Linked DNA regions of Mus musculus: region 2 is linked to region 1. Evidence: chromatin contacts called from public ChIA-PET data. All regions are on one chromosome and are shown on one strand. The core of a region is the stretch at or near the end of the contact, and the rest is flanking DNA. Distances in the headings are between cores, read along the strand shown. Region 1 overlaps Trmt11 (tRNA methyltransferase 11). Region 2 holds the start of Trmt11 (tRNA methyltransferase 11).

Region 1 (3,260 bases), core at 534-3,033:
AGACCTTAAAAAGTAGCCACTGTACATTTCTTCAGTAACTTTTCTAATAATTTATACAAGGAAAAAGGGGAAAAATGCCCAGACCCTTATAGCTACAAGGATGTTTAAAAGTAGACTGTAATCCTAGTATTCAGGCTCCTGAGGCAGGAGGATCTCAAGGTTGAGGCAGCCTGGGCTACATAGTATGTTTCAAGCCAGCATGAGCTTCCTGGGTATAAAACTTAGTATCAGTTTCTCCTTTTTTTGTTTTGTTTTAGTTTTTTGGGTTTTTTTTTTTTTTTTTGCAAGTTTTCTTTTTGAACAAGCTATTCTAATCACCATTTTTCCTTCACCAACTCCTCCCAGATCTTTCTCACCCATGTCCCCGCACCCTTTCTTTCTCTCTAGAAAACAATTAGGCAAACAAACCATCATTTAAAAAAAAATAAGGAAGAAAAGAAAGGCACAGGAAATGCATAAACCACAAAATTGGAAACCATGGTGTATATGCAAAAGAATAGTAAGACACACACACAAAAAGCCCAAACAAGACTAAATATTGATATATTTATAGAACAGAACTTTATTCAGCTGTTAAATAAAATTACGAAATATGCGAGTAAATGGAGGGAACTAGAAAAAAAGTCCTCCTGACTGAAGTAACCCAGACCCCAAAAGACAAATAGTATACGTTTTCTCTCATATGTGGATGTTAGGTTACCGTTTAAGCATTCGATGAACATGCTACAAACTGTATAACCATAGAGGTTAGGTACAGAGTAAGAGACAAGTGGGAAGGTGGGGCAGGGAAATCTCTCAAGGAAGGGGAAATAGGGCACACATTTGGGATTGGAGCAGGGGATTAAATGGGGGGAGAGATGGAAGAAAGGAAAGGGGAGGGATATGGAAAGGAGCAACTAACACTTAGAGGTGTTTGAGAGTCATGTGAAAACTGAAGAAGCTTAAATTGTTTACACACATAAGAGACGTCTAAAAAGTATCACCAAATAACAGGGGTGACTGTACCCCAACGAGACGTGAGTGCCAGGAATAAGGTAGAGCTAGTTTGTGTTCCTTTGTAGACGTTTCATTTGAGGATAGATTTCTCCCAGCTGTGTAGCTAGCTCAAGTGGGAAGAGTACTGTGGAAATCTACTGGTTGATTTGTGTCAGTTATTTCCAGATCCTCCCATGCTCATTATTAGATCTCTGTTGTCTCTTCACTACATTCTGATATTGGTGGGTTTAATATTCATGGCTTCCTCTGGCTGAAACGAAACTGAAACAGAGCAGAGATTCGTCTCAGAGCTGCAGAGCTCCTGAGTGAGTCCACTTGCTTGCTCAGGTTCCACAAATCCATGGAGCTTTTGTTATCTAATTTCTTTTTGCCAACTGTTAAACTGTCTAGAAATGTTCTTTGTGGAAGATAGAAATCCAGCTGCTGGTGTTACTGATAGAAGTGACAGCAAGGCCAGCAAGGTGGCTTGCTACGTTGCACAGGCCCGGTGACCCAGAGTTTGATTCCACAGACACCATGTTGTAGAAGGAGAAGATTCCTGAAAGTTGTTCTCCAAGCTCAGCAGGTGTGTGTGGCACCTGTATGCACATGTTCATGAAATAAAGTTTTAAAAAGGAATATGATTAACATACATATATCAAAAATTTCTATTATATCCCATAACCATATGTTCAAATTATCAGTTAAAATAAAGTGTGGGCGCTAGCAGCATGGCTTACCAGTTACGAGTGCTTGCTGTTCTTCCAGCAGACCTGAGGTCAGTTCCCAGAACCTCCACGGGGCTGCTCATCACTAGCTTCCTCCAGCCCTGGGCCTTCTGTGGCCTCTGAGGAAACCCACACACAGGTAGCAAACATACACGGAGACACATAAAATATAAATGATGTCCAAGGAGCTTAATAACATGTCTCAAGATTTTAGGAATATATTTTAATGTATTCAGTAGATTTATGGAAGAGAACATCTTTTTGTCCTTATCTAGGAAACAAAGAATGATTCAGTTCAGTGGTCAGTAAATTTGCAGTCTGTTTTTCAGGCGGGAGGTGAAATATATAACATTTAGAAAGAACTTAACATTTTATAGGAAGAAGAGTGACTGAGAAGTGACTCATGGAAGAGCTAGAGGCTTATGTGTATAACTAGTTTTGCTTTTAGAAACCTCTTGGATATCATTTGCATTCATGCATTTCCCACTATACACTTCTCTTTCCTGTGGTTTGTAGTATTTCCACAAAATTGTGCAACCGTCCCACTATAAAGACAACCGCCCCACAGGAAACGTCATTTACTCCCAAAGAAACCCCCAAGTGGAGTTACCCCTCCTCCTGCCTTTAGCAACCACTGATCTAAATCTGTGTGGTTTGCCTGTTTGGTCTGATTTCAGTTTTAAATAGGTAACTTAAGTTACAGGGAAACAGTAATAAAATCAGAGTTAGGTATTAATATAATTGTCTAGGCAAAGTACAGATTTAATAGTTGGCAAACAGTCCACTAATACGGAATTCCGTATACACTGAAGATGTTTTTAAGCTACTATTCAAATTTTCAGTATTATTTTGGACATATGTTTTCCATTGATTTGGTCATTCATATATAAAGTTAGTCCTCTATACCTGTGGTTTCTATATCTGGATTCAGCCAATCTTCAATGAAAAATTGAATTTGGAGTATAATAGTTTTACACATACTAAACCTAAGACTTTTTATTCTTACCATTTTCACAGTAATTCAGTATAGCAAGTACCATTTATATTTGTGTTAGGTATTCTGAGTAATCTAAAGATGATTTAAAGGATACAGGAGATTATACATAGATTATGCAAATGTCTCCCAACTTGCTGTTAGGTATTCTGAGTAATCTAAAGATGATTTAAAGAATACAGGAGATTATACATAATTATGCAAATGTCTCCCGACTTGCCGGACTCTTTGGATTACTGTATAGGGTAGGAGGTGTCCTACAGCCAGTCCATAGATACAGCGGACTGTAAGAGGCTAATGAGAAAGGAGGTTTCTCACAGTAATGTTGGGAGTCCAAAATAAAAAACCAACCTCCAAATATCTTTATATGCTGTCGAACAAATCCTGTGGTTTGTGCCTACCATACCCTACTCAAAAGAGAAAGCTAGCTACTGGCAACTTTGTTTGAGCAATACTAGCATTATTCATGTCATTTAATATTACTTTTAATTATTTTTTTACAGGTGAATTTGATTTATATTTTTATTTTATAGTTATATAAGAAGCCTAAGTATAAGAAATTT
Region 2 (3,260 bases), core at 192-2,691, 50 kb before region 1:
GGGGCTCGATAGTGTTAAGGATTTGGCTCTTGTGATTATAGTAGTACTTCCTTCAGAGTCAGAACCCAGAAAGGCAGATAGATCCAACAGAAAGTCCTTGTAGCTGGTTTGTAGGTACTACACTAGAGAGTGGGAATGCTGGGAAGTCAACGTCTATCCATCTCCTTGGCCCATCTCACTGCTGGGTAAAGCTTTTCAGGTGTATCCTGTTAGGGTAGGAGTGCCCATAGCCAGGTGAGTGAGTCCTCATCGATTCTCTAGAAGGAAACCCAATAAACTCATTGCTCATTGGAGTGAACTTTGGTGATAATGTGCCTTGTTTTGTTCTTGGGATTTTGGTAGACATGGTTGCTGTTGCTTACATTGTCCTCAGTGAAAGGATTTTTAACAACACTAACAAAGGCAAATCTCTCTTTAAAAAAAAAAAGCAGAAATTCTCATTTAAAACAACAAAAAACATTTCCCAATGCTATTTATTGGTCCCATGCAATAGAGTATACGTTGAAGTTTGAATATTGTAACACCTAGTACTTATAGCTATTATCTGTAGGATGCAATACTCCAGTTCTTAAAAGAATATTGAAGCTCACAGATGTTACAAAATTCGCTGAGAGCATAGGGATAATAAATGGAACTGAGGTTTGGGTAACAAGGGTCACCACTGTCTGTGTGCTGGCTGTCTTGATCACTACCAATAAGCATCAACTATATTTCTGGCACAGGATACTTGTATATGCTGTGCATTACCAAGGTGGAACACAAAACCCAAAAATACAGGCCTCAGCAGTACAAAGGGTTCAGTACTTTGAGCAGAAATGATACTTGTCGAGCTTATGTATAGGTAGCCATGTCTCTTGCAAACTGTTATGGTATTAGGCCCATCTGAGTAATTAGGGTAACTTTCACCAATGTTTTTAATCTACCACTGGCTGTGGATTTACTGTGTGCCTGGAACAACATAGCATAATTACGGAGTGCAAGTCTGAGGAAGGCTTTTGTTTGTTTGTTTGTTTCCATACAGAGCAACCCGAGATGGGTCCTTGACAGCTCTTGAAAAATTTTTGCAAAATCACTAAAAGTACACTCAGTGTTCAAGCAGGTGAGGCTGAATCTCGAACGATTAAGAGTCTACACTTAACAGTGAAGTTTTGGTCCAGTTTTGAGCTGAAGAACAGAGGGAGGAGTCAGAAGAACACTCCAAGTGGAGTATCCCTGGGGAACTGCGCGGGATCACTGCAGCCTGCCTCTTAAAACAATGCATCTCACAAGGGGAGCGTGCTAGGGTAGCCACAGACGGTGGGAACACCAGGATCTCACTCTTGCCCTTAGCGCCCCTTCCTAGAAAGTGCCACCCGCCAGTGTTCCTTGTCGTGCTTCCGTTTCCGGCTCCGGGATGAGGCTCGGCGGAAACTTGGCTCTAGGGAGGAGGAGGAGGGGGCGGGCCCGTGGAGGCCGCGCAGGCGCACGGTAGTAGCTGCAATGGCGCTGCCGGGCTCCTTGAATCGCTATCTCTTGCTCATGGCACAGGAGCATCTGGAGTTCCGCTTACCGGTGAGCCGTCCTGGGTGCTGGGCGCAGAGGCTCGCACTCCTCACGCGCCGGCTGGGGGGGGGGGGGGTCTCTGCGGGCAGCGGCGCGCGCCTGGATTGGGGCGGGGATGAGGCCGCTGGGCGGACCATGTCCCCGGCAGCCTTTCTCCAGGACGGAGCCTTGCCATTCACCCCTCTGCACGTGCTCCTGGCGCCGCAGTTAAGCAGGTGAACCTGACCCGACGCAGAATGGAGACATCCATGGGGGCTCTCGGTGGAGTGTGAGGAGTGTCGATATAGGTTCAGGCATGATGGAAGGCTTGGGGTGGAACTTAATAAAGTTGGGGAGGGGGAAGCTTTTTTATTTACTCAAGTGACATTTTCTACAGCGCCTGAAGTCGCGTGCACCGAACGGCAAGGATGCGCTGACTGACAGCTCTGCCCTTAAAGAGCGTAATGTTTACTTAGGCTCAGGACTAGCGGACGCGAGAGCATAGCCATAACTTTGTGAAGTGCAATGATGGAGGGTTCTTAGTGGGAACCTTTAAAGTATGGGGGCCTTTTAAAAAGGGAATCTTTGTCCATTGATGAATGAAGGATGTTGCCTTTCAAGGTGGGGGTGACATATGAGCTACAGTATTAGTTACCGGGGCCAAGGAAATAAGTCCATTAGAAGTATAAACTGTTGTTCGTTGCTCGTCACCAGCTACGTAGCAGAGTGGTAAAGAGAGAGAAGTAGGCTGATGGACCAGAGAAAACAGACTTGAGGACACTATAGCTTGGAAGAGGAATTAAACAGTTTAAAAGTAAAGAGGCAGAATTAGATTGTTTTTTAATAGAAAGTAAAATGAAGGAAGGACTCGAGAGCAATAAGACTGGAGTTAATAAGAATCTGTTGGAATATTAAATGATTAAGAAACTAATCTAGTGTCAGCAGTAAGAGAACAGGATAGAGTGGCAATGTAGGAGGTGAGAACAAATCTAGATTGTGATAAGCATTTCATTTTTCTGCGTAAGAAAACCTGGAAAGGATGAGATTTCTTCAACTTCATGTTTAAAGAGTGGTGAGACACTGGAACTGGAGAGTTGGCTCACTGGTTACGAACACTGCTCTTCCAGAGGACCTGAATTTGGCGCCCAGCAGCTGTGTCAGGATACTGCCTACAGCCATTGGTAACCCCAGCTCCAGGGGTGCCTACACTTCTGGCCTCCGTTGGCACAAGGCCTCCCTTACTTTTGTGAGTGTACCCACAGGTTTTAAAAAAAAAGTGCTAGGCCAAGTACAGATGCTTGGAAGCTTGGACATTAAAGGAAAACTGGCAGGAGACATGCAACATGTCAGACATAAGGACAGAGGTTTCCTCCTCCTTACGGGGATGAGTAGGAGTGAGTGTATGTGTTTTGTGGCTAAGATGGAGGTTCTGTCCCCACCTCTTACACATCTTTTCATTCTGGGATATCCATGCAATTTATTTTCACCATTCACCCCCAATTCTTGCTAAAACCAAACACCTTCTAGTACAAGAAACAACTTGATGCATACATACCCAAAGAGAACTAGAGGTGGCATTTGTTGCTCACATCTCCCATTGTTTGTGATTTGGAGTAGGAAGTGATGGTATCACTCCCTCCTGATGGCCATGGTCATGGTGTAAAGACCTTCTGGAAGGGAGGGAAGGAGAGTGTTGGCAACCAGCATCGGGGACACTTATCTTCTTAGTTACTTCCTCA

Evidence for each region. ChIA-PET counts read pairs in DNA pulled down with a chosen protein or histone mark.
Region 2: a contact with region 1 is called in an RNA polymerase II ChIA-PET map of memory CD8 T cells, with 43 read pairs. The contact joins the promoter of Trmt11 here to the enhancer-like site in region 1. A contact is called at or near these places in 2 of 39 promoter capture datasets (3T3-L1-derived adipocytes and macrophages), 7 of 484 Hi-C or Micro-C datasets (the C10 cell line, the MPC-11 cell line, embryonic stem cells and 4 more), 6 of 115 datasets of contacts at active chromatin or transcription factors (CD8 T cells, the SCID.adh cell line, effector CD8 T cells and 2 more) and 2 of 9 other capture datasets (embryonic stem cells and liver).

The regions. Positions count from the first base shown.
Region 1 is chr10:30,549,179-30,552,438 of GRCm38.p6, reverse strand. All of the region lies in intron 11 of Trmt11 (tRNA methyltransferase 11), which reads left to right. Among named protein-coding and RNA genes, the nearest start is that of Trmt11, 50 kb to the left of the region's middle. Within about 2 kb of position 1,783, at least 20 of the 459 cell types and tissues checked have an H3K27ac peak or open chromatin away from gene starts, as enhancers often do. A contact at or near this core is called in memory CD8 T cells, where this site is marked.
Region 2 is chr10:30,598,881-30,602,140 of GRCm38.p6, reverse strand. Trmt11 (tRNA methyltransferase 11) reads left to right here and starts at 1,441. Exons shown (of 13, transcript NM_028604.3): 1 at 1,441-1,551. The coding sequence starts at 1,480.